3 separate regions of the Mus musculus genome follow, and all the other regions are linked to region 1. A link is a contact called in public promoter capture Hi-C data. All regions are on one chromosome and are shown on one strand. The core of a region is the stretch at or near the end of the contact, and the rest is flanking DNA. Distances in the headings are between cores, read along the strand shown.

Evidence for each region. Promoter capture Hi-C pulls out the DNA fragments that hold promoters and counts their contacts.
Region 2: a contact with region 1 is called in a promoter capture Hi-C map of pre-B cells, with 8 times the contacts expected there. The contact joins the promoter of Clhc1 here to the promoter of Snrnp25 in region 1. A contact is called at or near these places in 1 of 39 promoter capture datasets (pre-B cells) and 1 of 484 Hi-C or Micro-C datasets (B cells).
Region 3: a promoter capture Hi-C map of pre-B cells shows a contact between it and region 1, with 10 times the contacts expected there. The contact joins the promoter of Cfap36 here to the promoter of Snrnp25 in region 1.

What each region holds. Positions count from the first base shown.
Region 1 is chr11:32,203,821-32,206,772 of GRCm38.p6, forward strand. It overlaps Snrnp25 (small nuclear ribonucleoprotein 25 (U11/U12)), which reads left to right and starts at 1,595. Exons shown (of 5, transcript NM_030093.3): 1 at 1,595-1,843. The coding sequence starts at 1,802. It also overlaps a transcript of Il9r not described here.
Region 2 is chr11:29,546,662-29,549,708 of GRCm38.p6, forward strand. It overlaps Clhc1 (clathrin heavy chain linker domain containing 1), which reads left to right and starts at 1,289. Exons shown (of 12, transcript NM_028504.1): 1 at 1,289-1,479. It overlaps Rps27a (ribosomal protein S27A), which reads right to left and starts at 1,379. Exons shown (of 6, transcript NM_024277.2): 1 at 1,180-1,379; 2 at 1,020-1,084; 3 at 545-599; 4 at 42-127. The coding sequence starts at 1,067.
Region 3 is chr11:29,245,690-29,248,772 of GRCm38.p6, forward strand. Cfap36 (cilia and flagella associated protein 36) reads right to left here and starts at 1,583. Exons shown (of 10, transcript NM_025740.3): 1 at 1,326-1,583. The coding sequence starts at 1,440.

The DNA of each region.
Region 1 (2,952 bases), core at 345-2,844:
TGCTTTTTCTGCTGATAAAGGCAGAAAACTAATAGACATAGCTGATAAAGCCAAAATTGCCTGAAACAGTTCATTTGAGAGAAGATATCTCAAACAAAAATGTCAAAGACAAATAAATTGTGCTTACTTATGGCCACATTAATCTATACTGTAGATTTTCTGTTTATTTTTGTTTTGAGAAAGGGTCTCACTATGTAACCTGTTCCTCTTACTTTCTTCTTTATCTCTGCTGTGCAACTCTCCTGGGCTTTAAACCCTTTCTCCTGCCTCAGTCTCTCCAAGTGCTAGGATTTTCTCCAAGTGCGTACAACAAGCTTGGCATAGGGGATAAGAGTTTTAAGTAGGATAACCATGATTGAGGGAGGGAGGGAGGGAGGGAGGGAGGGAGAGAGGGAGGGAGGGAGAGGGAGGAGAGGGAGAGAGAGAGAGAGGGAGGGAGGGAGAGAGAGAGAGAGAGAGAGAGAGAGAGAGAGACACGGTTGTTGTTCTTCCAGAGGGCCAAATTTGATTCCCAGCACTCACACGATGTTTCTCAGTGCCCAGAAGAAATACACGCCGAAAATGACCCATACACATAGGATTTTAAAAATGAGGCAAGTGATTAAAGTAGCTATCCAGGGAATGTGACGGGAGCAAAGAAAAAAGAAAAAGCCCACAGTGCTGCCTACACAGCGTCCTCATAAGAACAGTTGTTACAGGGACTGGTGGTGTAAAAGAACACGAGGACTAGAGATCAGCGCATGGCAAGGCTGCCCTTGACAGCTCCGAGGACCACAGGTCCCGCCTAGATTTGTTTTGTTTAGACAACTTCCCTCTGTAGTCCCTGCTCTCCCATACAGACCTAGCTCTCGATTCAGATCCAACTGCCTCTGCCTCCTGTGTGCTGAGATTAAAGGTGTGTGCCACCAAGCCAAAGCTTCACTTCACTTTTTATTCTATTTGTGTGTGTGTGTGTGTTGGAGTTGGAGTTGGTTTTTGTGCGGGGAGGGGGTTGGTGGGTTTTTTGGTTGGTTGGTTGGTTGGATTTTTGAGACAGGGTTTCTCTGTATAGCCCTGGCTGTTCTGGAACTCACTCTGGCCAGGCTGGCCTCGAACTCAGAGATCCGCCTGCCTCTGCCTACCAAGCGCTGGGATTAAAGGCGTGCACCATCATGCCCGGCTTCCACCTTACTTTAAAGTGGACCTTTTAGGCAATTTTTTGGAATGGAGCCCATGGCATAATCTCAAGTGACTGCGAAGCGACCTGGCTGGGGCAACAGCACGCGAGTGGCAACGGCAGGCCCCAGGCAGCAGGAGGCGCCCGCCTCCCAGCGTCACCTTGTTGGGTGATGCCGTGCACGGGGACAGGTGTCTTGCGCGAAACGATAGCAACGCTGGCCTTCCTTGACAACCAGCCCAGACCGAAGAGAAGCTCAGCAGCGGGGAACAGAATAGCTCGTAGCTCCCGCGCCGCTCGCACCACCAACGTGACCTGCTCTATCCAGCCAATAACCTGCTGTCTGCACGCTCCCAGCCTCCCGAAGACTCGCACATTTCATTGGCTACTGAAGCCACGCAGTATACCATTGGCTAAGCTATCTCGTCGGGGCGGGACACAATCACTGCGCACGCGCCTTTTGCTTATCAACCTGGAAGGCAGGGCAGGCTGGAGGAGCGCCGGAAAGCAACACTAGTCTAGTAGTAGGCAGTCCTGGAGGACCCGGAGGCTGAGGATCGGCCGGAGGTGCCGGAGGACGACGAGGATGATGAGGAGACATTGCCCCATTCCGAGGCTGTGGACGTGTTCCAAGAAGGTCTCGCCATGGTGGTGCAAGACCCGCTGCTCTGCGACCTTCCGATCCAGGTGCGAGACAGGGCTCTGGGGTGTGGATGGGCGCTGGTGGTCCCACCAGAGAAAGACGCTTCTGCGCATAAGTGGAACGCTTAGGGTGAGGAGCCCCTCTGAGCCGTGAAGTTTGAATTAAACAAACACTAAGATATGAACTCAGGATGAGTGTGACAAGTCTTTTCCTTTTGCCTGAAACTTCAGTATGCGTGACTTAGTAGTTAATGTATTCTTTAACCTTGCCAATCAAAGGTGTTTTTATTTAACGTCTGTGTGCGCACAGAACTGGGAGCCAAACTGAGAACCTTTCGAATGCTAAATAAGTGCTCTACCACTGAGTTACACAAGTTTATTTGTACTTCCCTCTGTGTTTTATTAAAACATCTCTTGTCTGGCCAGACCTTTAATCTCAGCACCCGGGATGCCGAGGCAAGGGAATCTCTGTGAGTTTGAGGCCAGCCTGATACATTGAGAGCTCCAGGCCAGCCAAGGGTCTGGAGTAGTGGGTCTCTGCCTCAAAACAAACAAAAGACATTTTGTTATCAAAGGTTTTAGGTAGCCGGTCAGTTGCACCCTGGACCTGAGGTACAGGCCTGGAGCCTCTTGATACAATACTCTCAGGATCGCCAGGCCCAGTGTTAATTGAAAATCCTAACACACAATAGGTGTCTTAGTCAGAGTTTTACTGCTGTGAACAGACAGTGTGACCAAGGCAACTCCTTTTTTTTTTTTTTCCTTTAAAGTTTATTCAATACAACCTAATCTCCAACTTCACTGAGGTGGCTGACCACGTGGACTCTTATAAGGACATTTAATTGGGGCTGGCTTACATGTTCAGAGGTTCAGTCCATTATCATCAAGGCAAGAGCATGGCAGCATCTAGGCAGGCATGGTGCAGGGGGAGCTGAGAGTTCTACATCTTCATCTGAAAGCTGCTAGCAGAATATTGGCAGCAAGGATGAGGGTCTTAAAGCCCAAGCCCATAGTGACACACCTACTCCAGCAAGCTACACCTATTGTAACTGGGCCACACCTTCTAATAGTGCCACACCCTGGGCTGAGCATATGCAAACCATAACAGTAGGCAAGCTTGGTTCCCTTTTTTGATCAGGGCCACTGACAGGTAG
Region 2 (3,047 bases), core at 39-2,538, 2.7 Mb before region 1:
CAATATCATCCCTTTTTCTGCATGTTTTCCCTCAAACAAACCTTTTGAATGTTGTAGTCAGACAAAGTCCGGCCATCTTCCAGCTGCTTACCAGCAAAGATCAGCCTCTGCTGATCAGGAGGAATTCCTATTAGAGGAAAAAATACTGGGCTTAATAGAACAAGGTACATTCCCCATTGTTGTGAATCAAATGATTGCTAACAGTGGTCACAGACTTAGATGCAACTTTTTCCAAGAGTAAAAGCCCTGGAACTTTCTCTGTAACCAGGCTGCCTCTACCTCCTTAGTGTTGAGATTAAAGTGTGGACTGGGCCATTGCCCAGCCTGAGCATTTTATCGTCTTTGTGACTCAGTAAACAGTTCTAGATTAACTTTTAAAAGATTTGTCCTGCAGAGTTTCCAGTTAATCAGATAGCCTGACACTAATGTCAGGAATATTTTACTTTCAAAAGCATCTAAATTTATTAATCTGTTTTCTACCTTAAGAACAAACGTGTCTAGGTCACACAAGCCAGTCATTTTTCTAGTGACAAACTTTACTTGCCTTCCTTATCCTGGATCTTGGCCTTTACATTTTCTATAGTGTCCGAGGGTTCAACCTGCCAAGTTTTGATATATGTAGTTAATATACGGTTACATAGTAAGTCATTAACTGCTAGCTTTATACAAAACGAGCAAGGAGGAGGTGAGCTAAAGGTAATCAATTAAGATGACACCGCGTGCAAACTACCCAGAGTGCTACAATCCAAATTAGTCCCCATACCAGGGCGAGCGACGGCGGGGGAAGCACAGGAACGCGTCTGCCCGGAGAAAAGCGTCTCCCATCACCTACCCTACATTTCGCCACTCGGGATAAAGCAGGCTAAACCGTACCACACCGAAAACCAAACGTTGTTTTTGCTAAGCACCATAATCTCAGCTCAAAGCCAAGTTTCACAACTCAAAACTCAGAAACCCGCCCTCAAACACTAAGGGCCTCAGTCAGGCCTTGGCTTCCTCAACGGCAAGGTGGCCCGTACCTCGAGCGTGATGGTTTTCCCCGTAAGGGTCTTCACAAAGATCTGCATCGTGGCGGCGGCTCCACCTGCATTCGAAAAGAGACGGATTAGATCCGACGACACCCGTGAGAGCGACGCGTAGCGCCACTAGCCAGAGCGCGGCCACAGAGCATACACTCACCCACGATGGCGGATCGGAAAGGAAGATCCGAGCGTGGCCGACGGGGTCTCCTGGCCGAAGGACCCGCCCCTTAGGCGGCCACACACGTGCCTGCGCGCTGCAGCGGAATCGCGGCTGTCTAACGCAGTGCCAGATTTGCTCGTTCGCTCGGTTTCTTTACGCTCTTTTCTCGGTTTACCTCAGAATGGCCTCGAAATGATGTGCTCAACTAAAAAAAATGCCTCAAAAGGCTTTCTTATACAGCCGATGCGATTAAGAGAGGCTTTCCTTTAAAGGGGGCTTGTGAAACATAAGAGAGAGGTAAAACAAGTCTATCTGGGAATTGTAGTTTTACACTGCTTTCTTCTTGTTAGAACTACTTGTCCCAGGATGCATTTCCACACTTCCCGGATACCTGATTACACTGTCTAAGCTGTGGAGTGAGGGTTAGGAGAGAGTCAGGTGAGGACTCAGGGGATGAGGCACTATGATTTGCGCGTGGGTGGGGACTCTCTGGAAATGCCCCGGAGGGAAGGCTTAAGGGCTAGAAAGGCATTTGGGGGCTGAAGGTGTCTGTCACACCGTAGTGAGCTAGCCACATCTAAGGTATAGTCGAAGTCTTTCTAAGTGCAGGTTTCTGCCCCTCCCGGTAGTCCCTTCCGCTACCCTTCATCCGATCGGAAGAAGCTTTTGAGCGTCACGCGCCTCCCTAGTATGAAACGGTTAAATGTATTGGAATTTTCATCTTTTCACGTTTTAAAAAACATACGATAAGAAAATCTGCAGAATGTTTAGTTTTCGACTATAAGTTTAAATGTGGAGCGTGTCCATCCTGGAGAAAATAGGAGCATGTGCCCTCGGGGAAACTTGAAGCTGTTAAAAGCTGGTGCCTTCTCTCAGTCCCTTCTCCACCTCACAAACCCAGTGCCCTTTCTAATGCACCCTCTCAATGTCTTTTCACCCTATCCGTAAGCGTAGGCGTGCTCCGTTTTCTTACAACGAGGATCCGTAACTCCCTAATAATCTCTGTTTGCTCTTTCCTCATTTTAATATACTAGCTCTGCTGCCTCCAAATTACACATTTTGAAAAGTAAAAATGTAGGGCTAGGAGATGACACAGTAGCTAATATTCGATATGCAGAACCCTGGGTTGGAACTCAAGCACCCACTTTTTAAAAAGGTTGGTGTGCTTGGTGGAGTCTGTGACATGGTAGGCCAGCAGAGACAGGAGACTCCCTGGACCTCATTGGCCAGCAGGTTCAATGAGAGATGGGGGCCGACGACCCTACACCCACACATGACATACATATTTCTTAAAATAAGATGGGGCTTCCAGATGGCTCCATCAGTAAAGAAAATTTACATCTGCTCTAGATCTGATCAACCTTGAGATTCAATTGGTGGAGAAAACCAACTCTAGCAAGTTGCCCTCAGACTTTCACAGCGCTCCCTACCCCCGAACTAACGAAGTGCAATAAAAATTTAAAAATAAAAGGTAGACTGATTAAGAAGACCCACACACACACTCAATATAACGTGATCCTCCTGTCTCCACACATGTACCCACACGAATGTGAACATAAACAGAAAAGCAAAAAGTGATGGTGTTATTCCACATCATTCAAATATTTTACTTTGGGGTTAAAGGTTATCTGAGCATGTGTGAGGCCCTAGAATTGATATCCAACACTACAGAGAATAAAATGTGTTGCTTCAAGTAGGAACAAGGGCATAACATAAAAAGATAGCTTTGTCAGAATAAAAGCCCCTAAAAGGATATTAATAGGACACCAAAGGAGGAACTTGGGTTTCTGCCACTACTACTCCGATGTGTGCCCCAGTGACTGTGCCCTTCCCCTGTCTTTGACTATTTGCAATTACATCATCTG
Region 3 (3,083 bases), core at 333-2,832, 3.0 Mb before region 1:
TTGTAAGCCCTAGCTTTGCTTCTCTGTAAAAATGCACAATCAGCTGTTACTACCGAGATGTAGCCACTCTTGACACCTGTGGATGGATAGAAGGCATACCATACCCCACACAATTTCTATTAAGGATTTAGTCTCAAAAATACATGAAAATCAGTGGGAGACATAATCCCTCTTGCAGGAGGCCAGGCTATCCCCATGATTCATCAACCTTTTAACAGCACTCTAAATTCTACAGGAACACAAGTCAATTGCTTTGCTTTCTGATCCTTCATAAAAGCTGCCTACCAAAACACTTAACTCGTGTTTGAACTTTAACAGTTAGAATAAAATAAAAGGTTCAGTGATCAAACAACATTCTTTCTTTACTAGATTCATAGAATTTTGGGTTTGAGAGAAGTCTTGCAAGACAATTCAGGATAAGAACCCTCTGTTAGCTGAATCTCAAACAAGCTGCATTGCAGTACAGTCACTGTCGAGTGTATGCAGATACTTCAAATGCCTGGGAACCCATTAACTTTTCAAGCAGGCCACCTCATCCTAGAAAAGTGTATAAAAGATTCCCTTCACTGAAATGTGTTCTCTGCAGCTGTGAGTCAGTATTCACTCACCCCAGCTCTATTGCACCGATCTTTACAAAAAGTCTGTCCCCCTAACCTAAGACACAAGTTCAGACGATATATATTGCTACCCTCCAAGTATTGCCTAGGCAAAAAAAAAAAAAAAAAAAAAACCAAGATAAAGGTTGGATAGGACATCGTTTGTGATTGCTTCTCTATGAACAGAGTCCAATTCGTCTTATGAACTCGGATATGAGCGTGATATGAACCGATCAGAAAGCACTGATGCTGGTCCTTCAAAAGAATGCCACATTTGTATATCTCGTTTGTTAGAAAGCTCTTCCTCCCCATCGCCTGCTTTGGTCCTGCCGGAGTAATCGAATGCCCCCCTTTGCAGATAAAATGGCCAGAGTGAATTTGTCATTTCATAGGCTGAGTCCACAGGGCGACATCTCAGGGGTCAGAAGGAACTCGAAGAAAAACGACGTTTTCCCCAAATAACTGAGGAAGATGCTGGTTACCCAAACAGTCCACTTGCGCGGGGTAGAAAGATACGGGGTGAAGTGACAGGCCGAACATGGGATTAAAGTCTAATGTCTTCAGGACAGGCGCTCGGGCAGAGTGGGTGAAAAGTCTTGGTGAGCAATTTCACGTCTGCAAACAAACGAGCCACTCGGGAAGGGATGTACGTAATTCCTTCTACAAAACTGTCCTAGGCCCGGCAGGCAGAGACAGTAATATTTGGCTTGTTCACAGTCTGGTTCTTACCTTCGCATTTCTGCTCCACAAAGTCCAAGATGGGGATAGACCAATCCGGGCCCCGCAGGAACCCAGCGATGCTCTCCACCACCCATTCCACTTCGTCCTCTTCTTCCGCAGCCATCCCGCTCGCACCCGGCGACGCGGACGCCTAGGCCGGATTCCCCCAGCCCTGTCTGGCCTTTCGGCCGCAGGAAGCGACGGAGAATGCGGGCAGCAAGGTCCCCGCAATCGCCGGGCCCCCAGGTTAGACACCACAAACCAGTTAACGTAAAATGGTCGCTATGACAACGTACGCAGCAGCCCGGAAGTGAGGCCTGAGTCCTGAGCTCCTGGAGGGGGGGGGCTGGATTAGGAACGTTTCCTATTGGCTAGAAGAGAACGGGGCAAACGATAGCCCTCCACTCATTGGCCCGTAGTTGCTAGGCTGAGAGCAGACGCGCGGGCATTGGCTACTGCGCTTAGAGACGGCGTTCGCGCTCCCGTGTGCGCGCGGCCCGTCTCAAAATGGCGTGCTGAAGGCGTGGCTTCCCTGAGGACCTCCTCCCACCTCATCCCTAGCGGTCTTCAGACCCCCTGGCCCTTGAAAACAAAATTGAGAGAAATATGCTCTGTGAGGTTTACTGATTGATTCTGCAAGCCGTTTGCTTGCTGTCTAAGGATGGGTCTAAGCTTAGTTAACAACAACTAAAATTAGGACAAGTATAAAATCAGTTAATCTCCATTTAATTAGGCTTTCATAGACAGTATTTAGAAAGTATCAAGGTTGCTCTCTTCCTACTTAAGAGCCAGAGGACTCCCAAGAATCTTATAACTAGATGTGGTGGCCTACACCTTTAATCCCAATACTCCTGATAGCCACAGGCAGACAGACCTGAGAGTCCCAGGCCCACCAAGGCTATATAATGAGAGTGGTGAGGAGCTGGAGGAGCAGACTCTACAACTTCAGTTTCATGAAAGTGGAAGTGGAGGACTCAGTGAGAACCAGAGGTGACTGTGTGTTGGGCCGACAGCACAGTACCAGGTCTGGTTGAGGGCAGGAGCTACATACAGCAAATGTTCATGGAAAGCTCAGGAGGAACTAAAGGGGTATTAGAGGCAGAGGACCCTGAAGATCTCAACGTTTCAGTGGTTCTCAACCTTCCTAATGCTGCAGCCTTTTAATACAGTTTCTCGTATTGTGGTGACACCCAACCATAGAATTATTGCATTGCTACTCCATATTGTAACTTTACAACTGTTGTAAATCTGGTGTGCAGGATTTCTGATCCGTGGCCCACAGGTTGAGAACTATTTCAATATATACTAAAGCTGTTGATAGAGGACCCAGCTCTCAAGTCAGCAATTAGTATGTTAGCTAGTTAATCTTGTCTTCTGTCCAAGAATTTCCTTATGGACGAAAAGGTCATTTCTGTGGGGATTTGTCTTGTCACCTGTCTCATCATTGAAGTCTCTGAGGACCACAAAAGCTGCTGAGCCACAAAAGTCATCAAAGGGGCTCCAGGCCCCTCCTTGCTGCCCAGCCTATGGCTCCTCAGGAGCTGTCCAAAATGGCGGTATCACAACATCTCAGCCTACAGCCATCATAAGAGCCGTAAGAGTGGTCCACAGTGGCACACTGCTTTTCTCACCTCATCGGGAGCTGCCCCTCAGGAGCTGTTCATAATGGCCACACTTTTCATGCCTCAGCCTACAGCTTTCATGAAGCACCACTGCAGAAGCTGTCCACCGTGGCAGCACCTCCTCTCTAGCCCCCCCCACACACAC